2 separate regions of the Macaca mulatta genome follow, and region 2 is linked to region 1. A link is a contact called in public Hi-C data. All regions are on one chromosome and are shown on one strand. Each heading gives the region's core, a stretch centred on a gene start, on an enhancer-like site or on the middle of the called end of the contact. The rest is flanking DNA. Distances are from core to core; before and after follow the strand shown.

What was found. A called contact is a pair of places that touch in the nucleus more often than the background predicts.
Region 2: a Hi-C map of fetal cortex germinal zone shows a contact between it and region 1, with 4 times the contacts expected there. The contact joins the enhancer-like site here to the promoter of GMCL1 in region 1. A contact is called at or near these places in 5 of 14 Hi-C or Micro-C datasets (blood, cortical neurons, fetal cortex germinal zone and 2 more).

What each region holds. Positions count from the first base shown.
Region 1 is chr13:54,920,890-54,927,825 of T2T-MMU8v2.0, reverse strand. GMCL1 (germ cell-less 1, spermatogenesis associated) reads left to right here and starts at 2,247. Exons shown (of 12, transcript XM_028832419.2): 1 at 2,247-2,734. The coding sequence starts at 2,475.
Region 2 is chr13:55,025,517-55,032,930 of T2T-MMU8v2.0, reverse strand. No RefSeq gene overlaps it. Among named protein-coding and RNA genes, the nearest start is that of ANXA4, 20 kb to the right of the region's middle. Within about 2 kb of position 1,645, at least 8 of the 40 cell types and tissues checked have an H3K27ac peak or open chromatin away from gene starts, as enhancers often do. A contact at or near this core is called in fetal cortex germinal zone, where this site is marked.

The DNA.
Region 1 (6,936 bases), core at 998-3,497:
ATTTATAGTTGAGGCTTCTTCCCTCACTTACTTCTGGCCTACTGCCAGTAGGAAGCTGGTTTCTGGGGAAAGGGTGACCATGGGTTTCTCTTCTTTTTCCACCTAGGTTTCCTTCCACGTTCTTCCCCTGCCCCAACCTACCATGTCTGGGCTGTAGCAGAGCAGAGAGTTAAGGGGAGCAGGAAAGTTGTTACCTGACTGTCATTGCTGTAGTGGTAGAGGATCAGCCCTGCGTGACTCTGACAGACTGAAGTTGATTCTTGTGGGCATTCTTGTGGGTTCCTTTGTCGACCTCATCATGCTACTCACCTGCGGTTCCTTTGGCAAGGCAAATGTGTACTCCTTTTTCAGCCTCTAGGAATTTGGTGACTCTTTGAGGTTCTCAGTGCTGAAGTTCATTGCTTTCCTCCCAGACCTGTTGGGCAGGACCCAAGATGATCCCATCCCAGCTATCTCATGGTGGTCCACATCTGCTCCATGGGAAACACCTGCACGTTCTTTGTGCTGGCAAATTCTGTGTATGCAAGCTGATCCCTCTGCAGCCATCATTCTCTGCCTCCCACCTCCACCCCAAGCTGCCTCGGCTAGCCTCTCTCAGTTCAGATTTCTCATACATGAATCAGACATTAGTCCACTGGGGCCCTACGTATACTGCCGATGGGAGTCTAAATTGGTACATTGATGCAATCAACCCAGAGAGCAATTTAGTAATAGCTAACAAAGTTGCAAATTTCCCAGCAAATTCACTTCTGGGAATCGGCTTGGCGAATCCATTGCACATGATGTTCATTGCTGCTCTGTAAGGCCGTTAAAGTAGAAATAACCTCTCACGGCCGGGCGCGGTGGCTCACGCCTGTAATCCCAGCGCTTTGGGAGGCCGAGGCGGGCGGATCACAAGGTCAGGAGATCGAGACCACGGTGAAACCCCGTCTCTACTAAAAATACAAAAAATTAGCCGGGCGCGGTTGTGGGCGCCTGTAGTCCCAGCTACTCGGGAGGCTGAGGCAGGAGAATGGCGTGAACCCGGGAGGCGGAGCTTGCAGTGAGCCGAGATCGCGCCACTGCACTCCAGCCTGGGCGACAGAGCGAGACTCCGTCTCAAAAAAAAAAAAAAAAAGAAATAACCTCTTACTAAGGAATGTAAAAACAAATATGGTTCAGTCATTCAATGAGCAGTGAAAATTATCTAGCAATTGACCAAATGGACAAATCTCGAGAGTATAATTTTGAGAGGAGAAAGGTGCACAGTGAGAGGTACAGCTATGATTCCGTTCCATGATATGTCTAAACATGCAAAAGAAAATATGGGTACGCATATAAGGACATACATGGACATAATAATATACAACATTCTCAGCACAGTGATTGCCACTGGGGAGGGAGACAGAATGAGATGGAGGAGGTACACAGGGGCTTCTGCCTATCTGTATTGTTCTATTTAAAAAGAATGAATCATTGATTACACCTCAATAAAGCGGAGAGGAAAAAAAGAATGAAACCAAGTATGATAAAATTTCAAGCTAGTGGTGGGTCCACAGGAGAAATATTTTTATTATTTTACTTAAAAAGTAACAGAAGGGAGTCAGGGAGTGAACGCTCGCTGTCCGGAGTCCATCACAAGAGCAGCTCCTCCAGGCAGACACTTGTCAATTTTGCTAGGGCCTCCTGAAGGCACTTTTTTGAGTACGGACAGTCATGGTGCCAGACCCTATTCGGACATCCCACTGGCACTTGATAGGAAAGAAAAGGAGTGCCGGGAACGTTCCCATAACTTAACGGGTTCCTTTCACGTCTACAGCAGGGTAGGGCTCCAGTTAAGGAAGCCCAGGAATCCAGCATAGCGCCTCATCCTAGGGCCCCTCTCACAGGAGGCCACGCCCAACAAAGCAGAGCGCGGCCCCAGCAAGCGCCGAGCTCCCGCAAGGAGACCAAATAGCTTCGGGGTTTTGCCACTTGCTTAGCACAGGCCCATAAGCACCGGGGGCTCAAGGCACCTTTGTAGAAAGAATGCGCGACTGAAGTTCCAAGTCTTGCCACTACAAAGGCGTGTGTGAACTACGGCTTAACACTGCGTCTACGCCTAAGTTCACGTTAGTTGGAAGCCAGCCCCACCGCAAGCCCGAAAACACCCGCCCGTACGAGCACGCCGCGTTGTGCGCAGGCTCCACCTGCCACGCACGCACGCCTGCCTTGCCCCGCCCCTTCCGGAGGCTCGCCACACGCATGCGCCCGCCGGCGCGCGCTTTGTTACGAAAGCGAGGGGGCGAGGTTCTGCGGTGCTAGCGCGCGGAGCGACCAGAAGCTGCGGGCGGGGCGGAGGATGGAGGCTGTAGCGTCCGCTGCAACGGTTGGGGCTGCGCGTGAGAAGGTGGCGGTGTAGGCATCTGCGCTCGGGGAAGGCTGGCGGCGGCGGCCGGGCCATGGCGGGAGACCCCCTTCTCTGGGCTCCCTGAAGTCTCGGGGAGCCGTGACCCATGGGATCGTTGAGCAGCCGGGTGCTGCGCCAGCCTAGACGAGCCCTTGCCCAGCAGGCGCAGGGTGCCAGGGCGGGGGGCTCGGCCCGGAGGCCGGACACTGGAGACGATGCGGCGGGCCACGGCTTCTGTTACTGTCCGGGCAGCCACAAGCGCAAGCGGAGCAGCGGGGCCTTCTGCTACTGTCACCCTGACTCGGAGACGGATGAGGATGAGGAGGAGGGGGACGAGCAGCAGCGGCTCCTCAACACCCCTCGAAGGTACGTGGGGGCACGCACTCGCGCGGACCCGGACCCGCACCTGTTGGGCCTGGGGCCGAGCCGGCGCCCGGTGCGCTTGCGGGGTGCAGCGCTCCCCAGCCTATGAAGAGGGGTCGTGCCCTTGACAAGTGAATGTGGAAGCCGGCCCGATGCCGGGCGGACGGGGGAGCGCCTTGGGAGACGCCTGGTGTTCTGCATTTTTAACCACAGACGCTTCCAGGGTGTTGTTACAGCCCCAAGATGAGGATGAGAAACGCCAAGCCCGAGCTCGCGTCTCGTTAAACCTTAGAGACGCCCGGCTGGCTGGCCTTACCAGTCCACCTTTGCCCTCTCAAGTGGGTAGCCGCAGACTAAGTTGTTTTGCATCCGGTTGCTTTAGTACAGACACTAAATGTAATCTCTGAAATGGGCACTCTTACTGTCGCCCACTCAGTGGAGGGGAAATAATTGCACACAGGAGTTCTCGTTAATCGTAAAGGTGAAGTTTATCAATAGTGTACATTTGTTCCTAACCAGGAACAGAGTTTGTGCAAGTTTCTAGCAGTTGATGTCGTTGACCGTGGATGTACTGTATGTAGGGCGGTGCTGCTGCAGCTTGCTTAACTGTTTTTTTTTTTTTTTTTTTTTGATGAGTTGAAAGATGGAATATTGACTTGTGACCTGGAATTGGAATGTAGTTTATGGGTAGAATATATTCTTACACAAACAATTTGGTTTTTCTGCTTTTGTTTTTAAAGGTGATTTGGTAGGGTCACAGATGAAATTTTTTTAATGATTTCTTTTTCTTTTTTTCTTTTTTTTTTTTTTTTTTTGAGACGGAGTCTTGCTCTGTCGCCCAGGCTGGGGTGCAGTGGCCGGATCTCAGCTCACTGCAAGCTCCACCTCCCGGGTTTACGCCATTCTCCTGCCTCAGCCTCCCGAGTAGCTGGGACTACAGGCACCCGCCACCTCGCCTGGCTAGTTTTTTGTATTTTTTAGTAGAGACGGGGTTTCACCGTGTTAGCCAGGATGGTCTCGATCTCCTGACCTCGGGATCCGCCCATCTCGGCCTCCTAAAGTGCTGGGATTACAGGCTTGAGCCACCGTGCCCGGCCTCTTTTTCTTTTTTTATTTTTCAGACAGAGCCTTGCTCTGTCACCCAGGCCGGAGTGCAGTGGTGCGATCTCAACTCACTGCAACCTCCACTTCCTGGTTCAAGCGATTCTTGTGCCTCAGCCTCCCGAGTAGCTGGGACTACAGACACGCACCACCATGCCTGGCTAATGTTTTCTATTTTTAGTAGAGACAGGTTTCATCATGTTGGCCAAGCTTGTCTCAAACTCCCAACCTCAGGTGATCTGCTGGCCTCATCCTCCCAAAGTGCTGGAATTATAGGCGTGAGCCACTGCGCACCCAGCGTAAAATTAAACTTTATGAGCAGATTCAAAAAGGTTTTGCTATACAAGTGTTGCATATTGTAAAAAAGGAATCATAGATTAAAAACTCAATAGTTTGGTTTATAAAACCTTTTGTACCTTTTTTAATGAATATTTTTATTTATTTACAAAAATGGACCCCTACTGTGAATACTATTCAGTAACTTTTTTTGTTGTTTATTTGATTTTTGGAGTTTTTTTCTAAAGAGACAGGGGTCTCACTATATTGCCCAGGGTGGTCTCAAACACCTGGGCTGAAGCGACCCTCCCACCTCAGCCTCCCAAAGTGCTCAGATTACAGGTGTGAGCCACCATGCCTGACCCTGTAACCTTTTTGAAGAGTCAGTGTAGCATAGTTTTTTTTTTTTGGAAAATTTTTTTTCTTTTTTGAGACAGGGTCTCGCTCTGTCGCCCAGGCTGGAATGCAGTGGTGGGATCATGGCTCACTCCACCTCGACCTCACAGACTCAGGCAATTCTCCCACCTCAGCCTTCTGTGTAGCTGAGACCACAGGCATGCACCACCACACCCAGCTAATTTTTTTATTTGTAGAAACAAGGTCTCACTCTGTTGCCCACCCAGGCTGGCCTTGAACTCCTGGGTTCAAGTGATCCTCTTGCCTTGACCTCCCAAAGTGTTGGGATTACAGGTGTGAGCCACCGTTGCCAACCTGTGGCATAGTTTTAAGAGTTCAAATTCTGAGTTCTTGGCCAGGCGCAGTGGCTCATGCCTATAATCCCAGCACTTTGGGAGACTGAGGCAGACAGATCACCTGAGGTCAGGAGTTCAAAACCAGCCTGGCCAACATGGCGAAACTCTGTCTCTACTAAAAATATAAAAATTAACCAGGCGTGGTGGCGGGCGCCTGTAATCCCAGCTACTTGGTACGCTGAGGCAGAAGAATGGCTTGAACCTGGGAGGCGAGGTTGCAGTGAGCCGAGGTGGCACAACTGCACTCCAGTCTGGGTGACAAAGTGACACTCCATCTCAAAAAAAAAAAAAAAATTCTGACTTCTTGTCTGTATTCTGCACTTAATAGCCTTATTTTCCTTATATGTAAATTGGAGATATAAATACCTGCCTTTTAGGCTTTGACAAATATGAGAACAAACAAATGCACAATGTCTAGCATGTAAGCATGCAGTAAATATGTCTCCTTGATGAATTGGCCCCTTTATCACAACAAAATGTTCATCCTTCTTTATCCCTAGTAATTTAGCCACTACCACATACATGTATTTATTTATTTATTTATATTTAGTGGGTACAGGTGCAGGTTTCTTACATGCATATAACGAGTAGTGGTGAAGTCTGGGATTGTAGTGTATCCATCAGCCACTTTCTTTTGATAAATATCTGAATATCTCATTTTCTCTCCTTTCACTTTTTACCTGTGTATATTTAAAATGTATATCATGTAAACAGCATATAGTTGAGTCTTGCTTCTTTTATCCAACAGGACAATCTAACCTTTCAATTAGTAGTTAGACCACTTATATTTAATGTAATTCTTGAAATATACATCACAGTGCGTTTGAAGGAGAGAAATCACACAGCAATTTGAATACAGGAAATTTAATATAAACATTATTAACAAGGCACAGAGAATTAACTACTGAGGACAAAATGCTAAGGTAAAGAGATCTCTAGAAAATACATGGAGTAGTCAGTACTTCTAAGGCTGAGGCAGAATAGCCACAGAAGGAACAAATTTGGAAAATAGGTGCCCCCAACCCTTTACCAAGCTAAGATTCAGATGATGTTGAAGGAGGTGTGGCTGTAGCCCACTGGATGGTGGAAAAGTTTGCTCAGGTGTGGTAGGCTGAGGCTGGCAAGCAGGACACTGCCTACTAGGATGCCAACAAAATTATTTGGAAGCCTTTTGGCCCAGAAGGCCAAAGATATTAACTATCTAGACCTTTACAGAAAAAGTGTACCAACTCCTAGACTACATAAGTAGACTGGAATGGAAAGTTTTTAAAGCAAACCTTTATCAGAAAATGCATATCAGAGTTTAGTGTGTGTATATTACTAGAAGATGCTTGGATTATTCAGCCCAGTACGGATGCAGGGTATAAGAAAACACTAAGATGGGCCAGGCGCGGTGGCTCACGCCTGTAATCCCAGCACTTTGGGAAACCAAGGCAAGCAGATCACTTTAGGCCAGGAGTTTGAGACCAGCCTGACCAACACAGTGAAACCCCGCCTCTACCAAAAAATACAAAAATTAGCCAGTCATGGTGGTGCGCACCTGTATTCCTAGCTACTTGGGAGGCTGAGGCAGGAGAATTACCTGAACTCAGAAGGCAGAGGTTGTAGTGAGCCAAGATTGTGCCACTGCGCTCCAGCCTGGGCAACAGAGTGAGACCCTGTCTCAAAAACTAAATAAATAAAAATTTAAAAGAGAAAGCATTAAGATGTTGAATTTTGTGTGTTGGCCCTAGTATATTCTTCCTGAGGTTGTCTGGTGTGCCCTCCCACATCAACAGACCACCTTATGAGAAGTTTTAGCTGTTAGGCCCAACTTCCACCTCATACCTTTGTCAACTGCATGTTTTACTTTTACATTTACAAGACTGTTAAAACCCACACTGTTCTACAACCAGATCTTGAGTGTTTTGTCCACAGCTTGTCTCTAAAAAATTGAAACAACATTTACATAGTTATAACTATGTAAATATTGTTTCTGAAGAGTTAAGTAGTGTGCTAGGATTATAAATCATACTTGATGGGTCCAATGTCACAACTCCTTGTCTGTTCAAAGGGAGAAATTTTTCTAACCTCACA
Region 2 (7,414 bases), core at 396-2,895, 110 kb before region 1:
CTCCAGAAGGCTTCAAAAAAAGACAAGCTTTTTGAACTGTGGACTAGGGGAGGAGAGCAGGCATTTTCTAGGGCACAGGATGTGGTGACGACCAGGGATTCTGCCCTGCAAGCAGAGGGACTCTTGTTCCAGTCACTATTGTTCTCTCTTCCTAGCCCAATGTCTCCAACCAGGAGACTTATGAAATATTTGCTAAATGAACAAACATTTTCCTTTAGTTCTACAATGCGTCTTTTGTCTATCCATAAATTTTATGATATAAAATTTCTTATGCTCTTTATCTATAACTTTGGATGTCCAATCCTACACTACAGTCTTCTATGACACAGCTGTGTGATGCTATTTTATTCTGTTTTCTTTCTTCCAATAGAGACAGGGTCTTGCTATATTCCCCAGGCTGATCTCAAACTCCTGGGCTCAAGTCATCCTCTCACCTTGGCCTCCCAAAGTGCTGGGATTACAGGCATGCACCCCTCACTGCACCCAGCCTGTGACGCTATTTTCCTAAAGACACTACATGAGAAGCTCCTACTCTTATTCGGTTTCAGCTGAAAGAGGCTTTCAAAACCTAGGCCTGAAAACTAAACACTTCTGAACAGTTGAAATGGGGCCGGGCACGGTGGCTCACACCTGTAATCCCAGAACTTTGGGAGGCCGAGGCGGGCGGATCACCTGAGGTCAGTAGTTCAAGACCAGCCTGGCCAACATGGTGAAACCCCATCTCTACTAAAAATACACAAAATTAGCCGGGCGCAGTGGCGCATGCCTGTAATCCCAGCTCCTCGGGGGGCTGAGGCAGGAGAATCACTTGAACCCAGGAGGCGGAGGGTGCAGTGAGCGGAGATCGCACCATTGCACTCAAGCCCGGACAACAAGAGCGAAACTCTATCTCAAAAAAAAAAGAAAAAGAAAAAGAAAAAAGAAAAGAAAAGATATGGATATCCATATGCAACAACGGCTATCCAAATACCTTAAGGATCCATTTGAGGGTGGCTGTACCCATCTTGTGCCCCATCTCCTAGAAATTGGTGTTTGCTGTGGGCAAATGAGGTGCCAGGAGAAGGTACTATTGCTGCCTAAGGGCTGCAGCACATGGTCGTGCAGGTTGTCCACTGTTCCTGGCAGAAGCAGGGAGGTCCGCTGAAATACAGCCAGTATGCCATTTACCAAGCCGTGCACCCGGGGGCTTCATCCACCCATCTAAAAGAAGACTTTTTCTAATTAGTACAAATTCGTCAGGCTGTTTCGGCTAATTGCAGCCCTGTGTCCCCAGCTGTCACCATTACTGTCCTGGCTAGGGGAGAGTTCATGTCTGACTCTGTCCCTTCTAAAGAGCCCCCTCAATTCTCTTCAGTGTCAAAGCATCTTTCAGAAGATCCTTTCATGCCCTTTGGTGGGTGACTAACCCACCACCGGCAGTCCACTGGAGGAGAATTACCTTTTGCCGACAGACCTTAGTTCTGTAAAAAGGCAAAGAAAGAAAGACAAGCTGGAGCAAGAAAAAAGCTCCTTCGGCCACCCTGCTCTCGCCCTGTGGTTGCTTCTTTTGCCACTAGATGGCGTCCTTGCCTAGGTACTGGAAACACTTTCCTGATGATGGAATTTGAGGGAGGAAGCTGGGCTGCAGGGGCTGCCCGTGTGGAACGTTTAGCGGATCCCAGCTTCATCATTATGCGATTTGAAAATACCTGCTCATCCCGTCAAGAAATTTTATTGAGTGGAATAACAGTTTCACGGCACTCGTCAAGTTCATGCACAGCTTGTCTCCTTTTCTTCTCCCTTTGACTTCTGCAGTCAGCCGATGTTTAAACCCGGGAGACACAGGTCAAGACCACACGGAGCTCAGCTTCCTGACATCCACCTGAGAAATGCCAGGAGGTCTTACTGATAATATAATGGATGTCAATTTAATAAATTCTGACTCAAGGTGACATATAGGTATTTACAAAGATATAACGTATTAACATATATATTAATATCTATCATTTAGCGTTAATCATTTTAGCATCTTTTTGAGGCATTATTTATACATTTAACTATATCTAAATGATGCCCCAAATAAATATACCATATATTTAAATATATAAATATATAAAATTATTTATTTATATATAAATATGATATATTTATTTATATATTTATTGTATATTTATTTAAATATAAATATATATTTAAATATATGAATGGTGCCCCAAATAAATATACCATACACTTCAAATGTGTGCCTTTAAGTGTATTTAAACGTGTGCCTTAAGTGTACGATTCAGTGAGTTTAATAAATATATATACCAGTGTAGCCGCCGCCCCAGTTAGGACACAGAACACTTCCATCACACTGGTACATGGTCTTGTCCACCTTCAAAGTCAATTCCTATGAGCTGAAGAGGCTCAAGGCTCAGAGAAGAGCAAACAGTGGGTGAACGGAGTGTGTGGCCTTCAGGCTAATGTGCACAGTAAGAGGCTAAATGCGACTCTTGATCACTCACAGCCTCTGTTTTGTATTTTCCTAGAAAAATCAAGCGATCATTTATTTTTAAGGAAAACAATGGCATTTTAAGAACCAGCTCATTTTCCCTGGCATTTTATTAATTTTTCTTTCACATATATAAATGCACAGAATTCTGTAAAATATGTTTAGTTCTTGCTTCATGATTTGGTTCTTGTGACATTTTTTTCACTATGCTGTTGTTAGGATGCAGCTGAGAAAATTATCAAAGCTATTCAGTGAGATAAATTGTGTGTTTTGAAAATAATTTTTCCTGAAGAGACTGATATGGTTTTGCTCTGGGTGCTCTTGGGTGTCCCCACCCAAATCTCGTCTCGAATTGTAATCCCCAGGTGTCGAGGGAGGGACCTGGAGGTAACTGGATCATGGGGGCAGTTTCCCCTGTGGTGTGAGTTCATATGATCTGATGGTTTAAAAGTGGCACATCCTCCCTCACTCTCTCCTGCCAACAGGTAAGACACACCTTGCTTCCATTTCACCTTCTGCCATAATTGTAAGTTTCCTAAGGCCTCCCCAGCCATTCAGAACTGTGAGTCAATGAAACCTCTTTTCTTTATAAATTACCCAGTCTTGGGTGGTCTTTATAGTGTGTGAAAACAGACTAATACAGGGCCAATCCAAGCATTCTTCAGCTCAGGAGCTTAACTGATTTGTCAGCTTATACTAGCTGTGTCTTTATTACTATGCTAGAAAAATGCAATGATTTATCCTAAAAGATTGACTTCTTTAATATAAACTTTTAATGGAAGCATAACATACATACAGAGAAACATACAGCTCAATGAATTTGCAAAAAGTGAACACAACCATGTAATCGGTGCTTAGATCAAGAAACAGAATATTATCAGAACTCCAGAAACCCTTCTAGTCACTCCAAGGGTGACCATTATCCTGACTTTTAAAACCATAGATGAATTGCACCTGCTTTTGAATTTTCCATCAATAAAATAAAACAAGAAGTACTGTTGTGTGCCTGGCTTTCATCACACAATATTTTGAGAAAGGCATCATGTTGTGGTGTGTACTTGTAGTTTGATATTTCTCTTGCTGTATTGTATTCCATTATGTGACTATGCCACAATCTATTCATTGCACACACACACATGCAAATATATATACATGTGTATATATATGTGTATATGTGTGTGTGTGTGTGTGTATATATACAGGGTCTTGCTCTGTCACCCAGGCTGGAGTACAGTGGCACAATCCTGGCTCACCGCAGCCTAGAACTTCTGGGCTCAAGTGATCCTCCCACCTCAGCTTCCTGAGTAGCTGGGACTACAGGTGTGCACCACCACACACAGCTAATTTTTTTAGACACTGGCACTCCCTATGTTGCCCTGGCTGGCCTCGAACTCCTGGGCTAAAGCAATCCTCCCACCTTGGCCTCCAAAAGTTCTGGGATTACAGACATGAGCCACTGTGCCTAGGCTTGTTTCACTATCGATGGATATGTAAATTATTTCAGTTATTGGTTATTACAAATAATGCTGCTATAAAATTCTTTGCAAATGTCTTTTCATGAACATGGTTACACATTGCTGGGTCATAGGATACACATTTGTTCAGCCGAAATCGATGCTGCCAAACTGTTTCTCAGTGTGGTTCTATCAGTTTAAATCCCCACCAGCAGTGTATAGAGTAGCAGTTGCTCCAATATGATAACATTTGGTATAACTAGTCTTTCTCATTTTGGACATTCTGGTGTGTGCAGTAGTATCTCACCAGGTTTTGATTTGCATTGCCCTGAAGACTAACCAAGTTGAGCTTTTTTTTTTTTTATGTGCTGTATTGGCTATTTGGATATTCTCTTTTGTAAAGTGCTGTTTAAGTCTTTTACCAATTTACTGCAAAATATGTGAACAGGCACTTTACAAAAATTTAATTTTTTCTTTATTTTTAGCTTTTCATTTTGAGATAATTTTAGACCTTAGCAAAAAGCATACAAAAAATCTTATGTTTCCTTCATCTGTCTTGATATCTTGATACCTTACATAACTGTAGTTAATCTCAAAATCAAGAAATTAACATTTGTATCTATCTTCGGAGCTTATTAAAATTTTATCGGTTGGCTTGCTAATATCTTTTTCTGGACCAGGAATCAAGCCAGCATTATGCATTGTATTTACTTGTCATGTCTCTTTAAGTCTCCATTAACCTGAAGCTCTTCAGTCTGTCCTTCATGACATTAACGTTTTTGAAGAGTACTGGCCAGTTAGTTTGTAAAACGCACTCAATTTGTATTAGTCTAAAGGAAACCCTCAGGTTATGCATCTTTGCAAGAAATAACGTATCCTTCTCAGTTCATGATATCAGGAAGAACATAATGTTGATATACTTTATCACTGGTAAAGTTAGCTTGGATCAGTTGGTTAAGGTGGTATCTGTCTTGTGTCTCCACTGTGCAGTTACCGTATTATTTCTTTTGTAGTTAATAAATATATAATAAGGCAATATGTAAATATCCTCTTCTTCTCATGCTTTTGCTCCATAGTGCTTTTACTTCATTGCTCCTCGATATGATCTTGCTATGAGCCCTTTTTTGATACATATATTGTAAATATCTTATCCTACTCTAAGTCTTGTTTACTCTCTTAATGTCTTGATGAGGAGAAATTCTTAAGTTTAATATAAATAAATTTATTTATTTTTCTTTATGGTTAGTCTTTTTTATGTCCTGTTTAAGAAATCAAACCTTTACCTACCACAAGGTCATGAAGATATTAACCTATGTATTCTTCTAAAAATTTGTTTTTCTTTTCATGTTTGAATTGCCAATCTATCTGTAATTCATTCTTATTTAAATAGGTATCAAGATTCATTATTTTTTCATATGATATCCAATTGATCTAGCATCATTTACAGAAAAGTCTGTCTTTTCCTCACTACACTGCCACCTTTGTCATAAATCAGATGACCATAGAGGTGAGGGTCTGTTTCCGCCCTCTGTCTTCCATTCCATGTCTCTTTGTTTATCTTTGTATGAATACTACACCGACTTTAAGTGTCATATTATTGAGTCTTGATAGTTTTACATCTCTGGCATTAATCTTTTTCTTCAAGATAGACTTTGCTATTTTTGGCCGTTTGCATTTTGGTCTAAATTTTAGGATCAGTTTGTCAGTTTCTACATATGTAACTCAAACCCTTGATGAGATGATCTGGATCATTTGAACTTATAGATCAATTTGGGAGCATTACATATTTACAATATCGAATCATAAGTATCTTCCTCCATCAGATCTTCTGTATTTTTCTCAATAATATTTTTCTTTTTTGAGATGGAGTCTGCTATGTCGCCCAGGCTGGAGTGCAGTGGCATGATCTCAGCTCACTGCAACCTCCACCGCCCAGGTTCAAGCGATTCTCGTGCCTCAGCTTCCCGAGTAACTGGGACTACAGTTGCAAGCCACCATGTAGAGCTAATTTTTGCATTTTTAGTTGGCCAGGCTGGTCTCTATCTTCTCACCTCAAGTGACTCAGCCTCCCAAAGTGCTGGGATTACAGATGTGAGCCACTGTGCATGGCCCTCAATAATGTCTTGTAATTTTCAGCGTAGTGGTCTTATACAACTTCCATTGATTTATTCCTAGGCATTTGATGTTTGACAATTTATTCTTAAAGCATGACTATATGAGAAGAGAGTAGCAGAGAGCAGTGGTTCTCAATGGGAAGTGATTTTGCCTCCCAGGGCATGTTTGGCAATGTCTGGAGACATTTTTGGCACGGCTTAGGGATAGTGCTATAGGTGTCTACTGGATAAGCAGGAGTGCTGCCTAACATCCTCCAATGCCAGGACAGCCACCCCACAGCAAAGAAACATCCAGCCCAAAATGTCAACAATGCTATTCTCAAGAAATCCCGGGATAGAGTTAAGAACTTCCGGAATGATATCACTTCATAGTCATTATTTTTATATGCTGTTCATGGATTTTTATATTTCACACAAAGTGATATACAGTGACATTTTCATCATATTAAAGTTAGTTTTGATTACTGGGGTGTGAATAAAACATACTGTGTTCAGTTTATAAAAAGATGTTATAATTGTTGGGAGATAATTCCCCGTGGCTTTTGTGTTTCTGGACACCTTCTGAGCAAAAGGCACTGACAGTTTTGTTCACAGATACTTGTATAACAGACAGTCTTGGAAAGATAAAGATAGTGACTCTCCGCAAAGAGATTTGGAGATGCCTCTTCCTGAGATATTCCAGGGTAACAGAGCTAGAGACCGTGCCCTTTATTCCCTGGAGATTTGCTTACATTATCCAGGGAGGGGCCAGGCACGATGGCTCACACCTGTAATCCCAGCACTTTGGGAGGCCAAGGTGGGAGGATCGCTTGAGGCCAGGAGTTTGAGACCACCCTGGACAACATAGTGAGACCCCACCTCTACTTTTATTTAAAAAAAAAAAATCTGTTTTTTAAACCCAGGAGGGCTGAGCACGTTGGTTCACACCTGTAATCCCAGCACTCTGGGAGGTCAAGGCGGGTGGATCACCTGAGGTCAGGAGTTCAAGACCAGCCTGGCCAACATGAGGAAACCCCATCTCTACTAAAAATACAAAAATTAGCTGGGCATGGTGGTGCATACCTATAATCCCAGCTATTTGGAAGGTTGAGGCAGGAGAATTGCTTGAACCCGGGAGGCAGAGGTTGCAGTGAGACGACATTGCACCATTGCACTCCAGCCTGGGCAACAAGAATGAAATTCCATCTTCACAACAACAACAATAACAACAACAACAACAACAAAAAGAACACCAAAAAACAAAACAAAAAAACTCAGAAGGACAAGCAGATTTGTGAGCAGTCTCCTTCTAAGATGCGGGTTTCTAAGGTTCAATGTTCTTCAGCTGTGACATAGATCCACTGTCTGCTCAGTATCCACCTGGGCCTGCCTCC